Linked DNA regions of Mus musculus: regions 2 and 3 are each linked to region 1. A link is a contact called in public Hi-C and promoter capture Hi-C data. All regions are on one chromosome and are shown on one strand. The core of a region is the stretch at or near the end of the contact, and the rest is flanking DNA. Distances in the headings are between cores, read along the strand shown. Region 1 overlaps B3gat2 (beta-1,3-glucuronyltransferase 2 (glucuronosyltransferase S)). Region 2 holds the start of Fam135a (family with sequence similarity 135, member A). Region 3 has its middle 44 kb from the start of Mir30c-2.

What was found. Promoter capture Hi-C pulls out the DNA fragments that hold promoters and counts their contacts. A called contact is a pair of places that touch in the nucleus more often than the background predicts.
Region 2: a promoter capture Hi-C map of hippocampal neurons shows a contact between it and region 1, with 2.5 times the contacts expected there. The contact joins the promoter of Fam135a here to the enhancer-like site in region 1. A contact is called at or near these places in 7 of 39 promoter capture datasets (the 3T3-L1 cell line, the C10 cell line, cranial neural crest and 4 more), 1 of 15 datasets of contacts at CTCF or cohesin (the NIH/3T3 cell line), 2 of 484 Hi-C or Micro-C datasets (bone marrow-derived macrophages and embryonic stem cells), 7 of 115 datasets of contacts at active chromatin or transcription factors (embryonic stem cells, epiblast stem cells, neural tube and 1 more) and 2 of 9 other capture datasets (adipose tissue and pancreatic islet).
Region 3: a contact with region 1 is called in a Hi-C map of the G1E-ER4 cell line, with 2.3 times the contacts expected there. The contact joins two enhancer-like sites. A contact is called at or near these places in 2 of 484 Hi-C or Micro-C datasets (the G1E-ER4 cell line and cortical neurons).

The regions. Positions count from the first base shown.
Region 1 is chr1:23,833,220-23,836,384 of GRCm38.p6, reverse strand. All of the region lies in intron 2 of B3gat2 (beta-1,3-glucuronyltransferase 2 (glucuronosyltransferase S)), which reads right to left. Among named protein-coding and RNA genes, the nearest start is that of B3gat2, 73 kb to the right of the region's middle. Within about 2 kb of position 1,329, at least 29 of the 459 cell types and tissues checked have an H3K27ac peak or open chromatin away from gene starts, as enhancers often do. A contact at or near this core is called in the G1E-ER4 cell line, hippocampal neurons and neural stem cells, where this site is marked.
Region 2 is chr1:24,099,028-24,101,856 of GRCm38.p6, reverse strand. Fam135a (family with sequence similarity 135, member A) reads left to right here and starts at 1,516. Exons shown (of 21, transcript NM_026604.4): 1 at 1,516-1,796.
Region 3 is chr1:23,334,464-23,337,346 of GRCm38.p6, reverse strand. No RefSeq gene overlaps it. Among named protein-coding and RNA genes, the nearest start is that of Mir30c-2, 44 kb to the right of the region's middle. Within about 2 kb of position 1,311, at least 21 of the 459 cell types and tissues checked have an H3K27ac peak or open chromatin away from gene starts, as enhancers often do. A contact at or near this core is called in the G1E-ER4 cell line, where this site is marked.

The DNA of each region.
Region 1 (3,165 bases), core at 80-2,579:
TTACATCTTTGGTATCAAAGTGATACTGGTCTGTCAGATGGCTCAAAACTAATTCTCTCTCTGAAATTTGGAAATGTTTGTGAAGGATTACTAATTTTTCTTTAGATATTTAATAGAAATCACAGGAGAAGCCATTTGCGCTGTACGTTTGTTGACTACCAATTACCCACTGTGTGTGTATTTATGGATTGGCTCAGATTCTGCCTCTTCTTAAGTCAGTTTTACTAGTTTAACCGTGAATTTATTATCACCTTGGTTCCTTAATTTCAGATGCCTTTTTTCATAATTCTCTGAATTTTTTCAAAGTTTCTGTAAGGTTGATGGGTTATATTCATCCCATTGAAAAGTGTGTGTGTGTGTGTGTGTGTGTGTGTGTGTGTGTGTACTCAGCGTACATGTGTGTGCTTCCCACAAGAGTGCACTTGCAGAGGTCAGAAGACGCTGGTGTCTTCCCCCACTGCCTTCTACCTAATTCCCTGAGACAGGGTTTCTCACTCACCCGAGTCTGGGCAGGTTCGCTAGGCTGGCCAGCAAGCAAGCTCCTGGGCTCTGCCTATGTCCTTCCCTGCACTGGTTGCATGCGCATGCTCACCTTTTACATGAGAACTGGGGATTCCAACGCATGCCCTCACACTGCATAGCAACTGCTCTTACCTACCAAGCCAAGCCCCTTAGTTTATATGTCAAAAGGATCTTTAGTGTGACTTTCTGGTTTGCTTTTCTAGTCTGCATATGGTTCATTTTATTCATTTACTTATCAGGTCTTTAATCATTTTCAAATTACCTTGGTTTCGTCTTTTCCAGGTATCCTATAAGGTTACATTGTTATTATTTTTTTGCACAGGCATTTAAAGACCTTTAACCACTCTATTAGCTGCACCCATGAGGTTCTAGGATGCTACTATTCTATTTTCATTCATCTCAAAATATTTTACAAACTATTTCTTATTTGACTAACTGGTTATTTAGAAATGTGCTGTCTAATTTTTATAGGCATGGATTTCACAAACTCCCTGTGGTATGCGTATTGATATTTAACTTCCCTTCCCACCTAGCTGCTTTTCTGTTGTGATAACAAACCCAGGACTTCACTTGTAAACAACTGGAGTTTCCTTAGCCTGGAGGGTCAAGGACACCATGAAGGCAGTAGCATCGTAACATGCCACAGGAGGCTAAAAGGCAAGCAGGCACACGTGGAAGAGACATACGAGGGATGGTGTGGCCTGTTACACTCTGGTAGCAACTAACCCAGTTTTGAGAGAGCAAGAACTTCTGCCTGTTTCCCGTTGCCATGGTTCTAAGCCTGGCCATTCACACCCCCCTGCTAGACAAAACACACCATGGCAAAGGCTCCTTTCGAATCTGCCATGCCTGGCAAGCAGACAGAGCTGCTGGCATATTACTTCTCATCAATTTAGACGCATTCTCTTCTGCTGAAGAGCATAAAGTTCCCAGTCGGGATCCTAGAGCAGACTAATGGACCTCTCCTCAAGCGCGCTGTGGCTTGCTCTGCCTCTCTCCATTCTTCTCCAGCGCCTTTAATTACTGTGTACTCTTAAAACAAACAAACAAACAAACAAACAAAAACCACTTAGCAGTCATTGTTCTCTGTGGGGCCGGGGAACTAAAGTACTTTGAAGAGAAATGCTATTTAGGGGCAAATCATTTAAATCTCTAATCTGGAGACAACAAAACCACAATCTATGGCCTCTGTCAGGATGACTGTGGACAGAAAGCCTGGCCCTGAGAGCCGGTGTGAATCACACGGCCTCAAGTAACTGAAGTGTGCAAATGTTCACCTATGTTTTCTGAGCAAGAATGCCTTAGAAGCTTAGAGGTGGAGAGACTTGGCGGGTTCAGAGACGGCTGAGAACACAACCTGCTCCATCCTGTGAAGGGCAGATGCAACCACAGAGGTGCATGCCGGCGCTGTTTCATGTTCTCAAGCTCTGGTAGTTATTTTTAACTGGCAGCAAAAAGTGAACTATGTTTCAGTTGGGAGAAATTAAGAGATTTGCATTCTCCATGGCGTTATTTAGTGGGTCATGCTACACCACTCTATTAGAACAGAAAAAAAAAGGAACTTGTGTCTTGTTCTAACCCTGGGTAATAGCAGTGAAGCCATTGCTTGAGGGGTTCAGTAACAAAGCTGTTACGTGTGTCCGTTCCCAGCGCTTAGTGGGAGCCTTGTTGGGTTCTGATTCTAAGCTGTAAGAAGTTTCCTAATGACCTCCTGTAATGAAATGGAATGGCAGTGTAGGACAGTCACTGTGGGAAAATGTTTAACCCAATGCTCCTGGGTTCAAATCTCTTCTTTCCCACTTATTTAAAGGCGGTTTGGTGAAGTGCTGTCAGTGCACCGTGCATGCCACATTCTCTTCAGATGTGAAATGGAGAAGGTTCTTTTACTCTTGTGAGCCCTTAAGGCAGGTAGCACACACAGCGCTGCAGCTGAGGAACCAACCACCAGAATAAAAGACCTCTCTTTTTCCCCAGGCCAGCTGTAAATTCCTCATTTCCAAGATTATATGAAATAACATCATCTTTCAGTTTTCAGTTTCATTGGGCCATTGTTCATTGTTCCAGAAAACCTTTACAGGGACTGTGGCACACACGTGCAGGTTATACTTGGCTGCACAGCAAGTTCAAAACAAGGACCCTTCCCAAACCTATTGCTGGCTCGTCTTAGTGCTGATGATGCTACTATGTAAGACATGGTCCTAACTCTCTGGTAAGTCCGAGTCCAGTTAGGAAAATCAAGACAAATAGGGCCAGGTCGTCAATGCTACAGAAGTAGGTGAAAGCCTGTGGACTCAGAACAAGGAGAGGCGAGGATATCAGTGCAATGAGGGAGTTCTCCGAGAGGGAAATCTGAGGTGGATCTGGAAGCTGTTGAAGCCCCCCACCATCCACCCAGAGGAAGCTGGGAGGCTTGAGGCGAGCTGTGGTGGGAGGACCAAGCTTTCGTCTCACCTTGAGCACACTGCCTTTCCTACAGCCTTTCCTGCTCTTCAGCAGGAACTAGCGGCTCCTTGACTGATAATCAGCTTTATGAAAGTTTTGTGGCCACAACGCAAAGACAGCAGGTGTGGCAGCTACACCAGGTGGTCCAGGGAGAAGAGACAGATGGGCGCACACAGGCTGGGGTGTCTAGCTAGCATAGAC
Region 2 (2,829 bases), core at 267-2,766, 270 kb before region 1:
AAAACTGAAGAAAAGCCAGTGGTTAAATCACATTTAACACTTGGTTTCAAACGGCCTAAGGTACAAGGCCACATCACCACTGCCAAGTGGACAGAAAGGTTTCATTCATGTTTATTCTAGCAAATATACACAATATTTGCCATTTTTAACCATCTTCAAGCAGATTATCAGTGGCATCATGTTCCCTCACATTATATCTAAGAGACACCACTCTCTCCTCCTAATTCATTTTTATCACAAGCTGTGTTCTGTTCTCCCCATTCATTTTATCTTGAGCTGTGTGAAAGTGTTACAGCTCTGAGGGAAATTTTCAGCTGTTGCTGAAATTCCCAACCTTGCTTGAGTCACACACAGAAGCTTTAACGAGCTATAAAATGTCCTGCTGGTGGCCCAACTTGAGACCCATCCATGGGCAAGCACCAAACCCTGACACTATTATAAGGATACTCTGTAGGCTCCACCCAGGAGATGATTCAAACCGAAGCAGACACCCACAGCCAAATAGTGGATGGAGCGAGGGGCCTCTTATGGAAGAATAGGAGGAAAGATTGCAGTCCTGAAGGGGATAGGAACTCCACAGGAAGACCAACTAACCAGGACCCTTGGGGCTCTCAGAGACTGAACCCCCAACCAAAGAGTATACACGGGCTGGACCTAACCCCACTTCCTCCAGCATGTGTGGCTGATGTGTGGCTTGGTCTTCATGTGGGTCTTCAACAACGGGAGGGGGAGGGGAGCTACTATCCCCAAAGCAGCTCCATTTATGTGGGATATGTTTTATTAGCTGGGCTGCCTTGTCCTGCCTCAGTGGGATAGGAAGTGCCAGCCTCACAGACTCAGAGAAGGGAAGGGGGAGTGGGGGAAGGACTGTGGGAGGGGAGGGGATCTGGAAGGGGGAACCGAGCAGGATGTAAAGTAAATAAATCTTTAAAAAATGTTCTGTTCGGACAGCGGGAAAGAAGAAAATGAAGTTAATCAATGAAAGACTATGGGCTTCCGTTAATGGAATTTAAGACCTGAAAGCTTCTATTTAAGATGTCATCAATCAAGACACTAATAGATCAGCTGCACGCATGGCCACACCATGGATGGCCCCATTAGCGACTGCTGGGGCAGCACCGACCCACTGCCCTGGCAGAGGCGCGAGGGTCGGCTCTAGCCATGGCAGCAAGGAGAGAAGACGTAGATGACTTCGAGAGAAATCTCCTCAGTCTTCAACTGTCCTTTCGCATCTCTTGGGGCCCTTTAACTCTCGACCAGTGGTTCACACTATCCCCCCCCCTACCCCCAGCTCCCACCCCGGCTGGGCTCGCGCTTTTTATTGACGCAAGTCTCCCGTTCTCGCGGGAACTCGGGAGGGGCGAGCCGGGAAGGGAGAACAAATCTTCAAATCTCGGTTGGCGCCGGGGGCCCGCGGCAGCTGAGTCTCCTGGGGGGGCGGGACTTGGAGCCCAAGGGGGCGGGTCCTCGCCTCAGAGAAGGCGGGACGTTGCGGGAGGGGGAGGGGAGAGCCCCAGGGGCGGGGCCGCGGGCCGGGACCTGTTGAACGCAGGTAGCGCTCGGCGGCCCGGTTCCCTTGGGACCGACGCGACTGCGCATGCTCGCCGGCGGCTCTGGGCCGGGAGCCGAGCGCCGGAGACGAGCCGGCTCTTGGCTTTGCGGTGGTTGCGGGTGCTGCGATGGCGATGTGAGCGGGCCCGGGGCGGGATGGTGCGGACCTGGCTAAGGACGCCTACCAGCCGGACGCAGAGCTCCTCCGTCGCACAGGCGCCAGCCGAGGCCGTGCCGGTTGAGAGGTGAGCCCCTCGCTGTCCGCGCGACTCCCGGCCCCGCGACGCGGGCCAGGTCCATCTCCCCCGCGGGGCCGGACAGGAAGTGGCCTCCTCGCCTCGTCTGCCTCTGGCGCCCTGGCCTCAGTCGGAGCCGGGTCCTGGGCCCGCTGAAGGTCGGCGGGGACGCGAGGGGCGCGGCGCGCAGGCGGGTGCCCCCGGCCGGCCCTTGCCACTCGTCGTGCCCGGTGTCCCGCCGGCTCTCCGCCCCACTCCACGGTCGCCGCCTGGTCCTTCGACCCTCATTCGCTTCCACCCGCGCCCGCGCGCCCTTTGGCTCCGGGGGTCCCTCGACGTCGGTCGAGCTCTCCGCTCGGTCCAGCTCGGTCCCTCGACTGTGCATCCCCAGTCGTTAACCTCTTGGCCGTCGCCGATCAGTTTCCTCGCTGTTAGCACTATTTTCTCCTTTGGCACCTCGTTCTAGCTCTTTTGTTAGTTACTGACTTGTGGGAGGGTGGGCTTTTTGGCCTTTTGCGTTTTGTTGTTGCGTTTAAGCATCTCTTTGCTCCAGTGTCGAGCCTTGCCTTCAGAGGCCCTCACTCTCTTAACCTCTTTTGGTCCCCCCGCCTCATTGCTTTCGGTCCAGCCGCTCCTAACCACCGAACCGATTTTAGTTCTTTAATGTTGGTGTTTTGTTTTTTAAGCCATAAAACTCCTTTTTCCTATATGTGTGGATGGAACCTCTTTTTCAGTCCATATGTTTTACTTTTTATTACATCCCCGAAGAGTTGTAACAACCTCTGTTCTCTTCTGCTTTCTACGCAAGCTAGGGCTATGCCTAGTATCCCCACTGAAGCTTCCAGAGCAGTTTCTTCATCTTTCTTCACCAGAAATTCTCTAAAGAATGGCAGCTCACTTGATTGGATCTTGAATTACATGTACCAGTCATGTTATGAGAAACAAACTGGCCATTTATAAAGAGTTAAGATTTGCCAGAGGTCAGTGCTCCAGTAAATAACAGTTGACCAGGAACAAATCTGAAGTGAAATTTAACAAAAAT
Region 3 (2,883 bases), core at 62-2,561, 500 kb after region 1:
AAAAGCCAAATCATTGTTTGCCCATGAAGCCAAGTAACAAAATACTTAAAAAAATACTCTTAGTTGAGGAACTTGGTATGTTGAATGAGTTCGCCTTAAAAATGGAATTGTGGCTTATGTTGAACATGAAAAAATGCTTAAAGAAAATACCCAATCCAGAGATTTGCACAATGCCAATCTAGATAAAGCATCCCAGAATCCCACAGGATCTGGGCTCTTCTACAGCCTCTGACCACCATTGCTCATTCTGACACAATCTAAAGGGATTTGGCTAGCAATGGCTCTCCCTCCTCCGCAGTGGCTTTGTCCTGGCAGGTAAGGCTCTCAGTGATGGATGTCGCAGACATGCACAGGCGTCGTGAACATCAAAAACCTATGGTGTCTCAGAGGAGAGAAAAATATCAAGAAAAGGGATAAAGTGTGATGAAGAGGCATATGTTCTACTTGTTCCTAATCACTCCACTCTTAAAATAAGGGGGGGGGCAGCATATGTTGAGAAACTTTATCAGGAAGAGAAACCTTTAATTGCGAGTGATATAGCTAATGGTAAATTGTGGGTGGATGTTTAAGAGGAAGGGATGCTGCTCTAACGAGCTCCCATAAACTGGGGGTGGGGGTGGGGAGTCATGAGATAATTGACAGTTATTCCAGCACAAAAACATTCTTTTTAGCTGGAATCACAGAGTTTGATTCTTCAGGCTTGAGCAGGCACTGACAGGACTAAGGTGTTGACTTAACATGATTGACTGACTGACTGAGTGGATTAAAGAAGATTTTAAACTTCATGTGGTATGTTCAAGGGTCACGCATAAATGTTTGCAATGTCCATTTATTTATTTATTTTTCTTGACTTACCTTGTTCCTTCTACAGGGTAAAAGCTTTTATTTAGGTTATAAAATGATAGGATTAACTATTGATCACTCACGTGTAACAGAATAAAGCCAGTGGAGGTTGATGGGTGAGGTAGGAATGATGAAATGTGAGGGCCGCGCTCCGAGATGTTGCATTAAGACTTAGACGGCTGCGGAGGACCTAAGATGACACTGTTGTGAGCTGAGTTTGAAAGATGCACTTGCACAATGGTATGCCCAGATCGTGAGAAGCCCAAAGAGACAGCGTGGGTCCACAACTCCGATGCAAGTACAGGAGAGAATCTTTATTCAAGCTCAAGCTCAGGCCACCAACCTTCCTGATGCAACAGAATAGGAGAGCGGCCCAGAGGTCTAGGGGAAGGGGCTTTATAAAAAAAAAGAAATGCAAATGGGAGTGTCCAAGTCTTGGCGTTACATGAGAGGGTAAGAGGGTAAAAGGACTGTTGGCCTTTAAGCTAGTTGGTCAAAGGAAAGGAGAGTTACATGAAAAAGCAGCACCTTGCCCTGGGAAAGAGTTATGTTTTCTTAGCCCACTCTGCTGTTATCAGCTAGCTGCAGCTGCTGTGTCTATTTTGCAACTGCTACCTCAAGGGTGGGGGCCATGCCTCTCTAAGGGCGAGTGAACTTAGAATGGAGTCTTAAAAACAAATGCTACTACTTTAATCCCTACAACACCTGTCCTCAGTGCTATTTGTGCGATTTGTGCGCTCAACACAAGCTGGGAGTTTCTGACTCTGCCCAGCATCTGCTCTGCTGTCTGGTGAGTGGATCCAAAGCAGCATAAACAGTTACAAAGAAACATTTCAAACAAAGAAACATTATCGATGGTTTCCTTTCCCCTTTACACCTACCAGGTGGAAGTTACAGCTTTCATTGAAACAATGGAACCTTAATGCTGACTAGAGACTTCAATGTTGCTGCTGCCATTTTTTTTCAATACTGGTTTTGATATTTATTCACCTGTTTTTAGGTGTACATAATTCATTAAAGGAGGTTCTCTCTACTGTGACCTGTAATAAGAAATTTGTCCATTGTGAACGCCATTTAAGTTTATAATTTAGGTGTCTATATTATATTTATTAAGTGCTATGCATATTTGTATATATACACAAGTATTTATATAATATTTATATTAATTATATAATAAAGTTTCACAAAGTAAGCATATAATGTTAACACTGATAACAGTTCAACAAGGACCCGTAGGGTGTGTAGGGCTCCTCCTCTGTGTGTTGGCACTATTCGGACAGCCCAGCCTCCTAAAATCCCACAGAAGAAATACATTGCCAGTTAGCAAAAGGAACTCCCTCATCGGGTCACTGTGTAAAATCAGAGCCTGATCACAAGGTCCTAATGTGACACCATAGGCTTGGGCCTTATAGGATTTTGAGGCATGTTTGACTGCCAGCCCTGCCTAGTGCAAGGTGTCACTGAGAGACTTTGCTGCTCATGGCTGTTCAAGCCTGGAAAACCAGAAAAGAGCCTTCCCACCTTTTCATTTGATGTTCTGGAGGGAATTTGGTCAACTAAGTCATTCCAACTAAGCTGGAATGAATTATGCAGATCTACAGCAATCAGTTATAGACAAGGAAGACAGAGAATAGGATTTTGTGGCCCAGATTTCCATCACTTCCATGTCAATAGTCTCTATCAACGCATGGATCACAACAGGTAGGGAACCCATGAGTCAAGCATCTACTCTAAGTGACATTGACTACAGGCACAAATATCTTAGACATTTCAAACCCCAGTTTTAAGCTTGTCATATTTCAGGGGATCCCGACAAGTATAACAAGCCTAAGAATCCAACAAATGAAAGTGTGATTACTCAGAATTGCATAGGGTTTCTCCGGAAGATGTGAGGCTCCGCCCACGTTCAGAGTACCATGATACTTATTCAGTGCAATAGATTTAGAAATCCATTGGTGTTAAATATTGCTCAGGATTATAATAAGTCTCTCTATTGTCCTGGTTAACACTATGCTCTCTCTCTCACACTGCCCGTTGCTC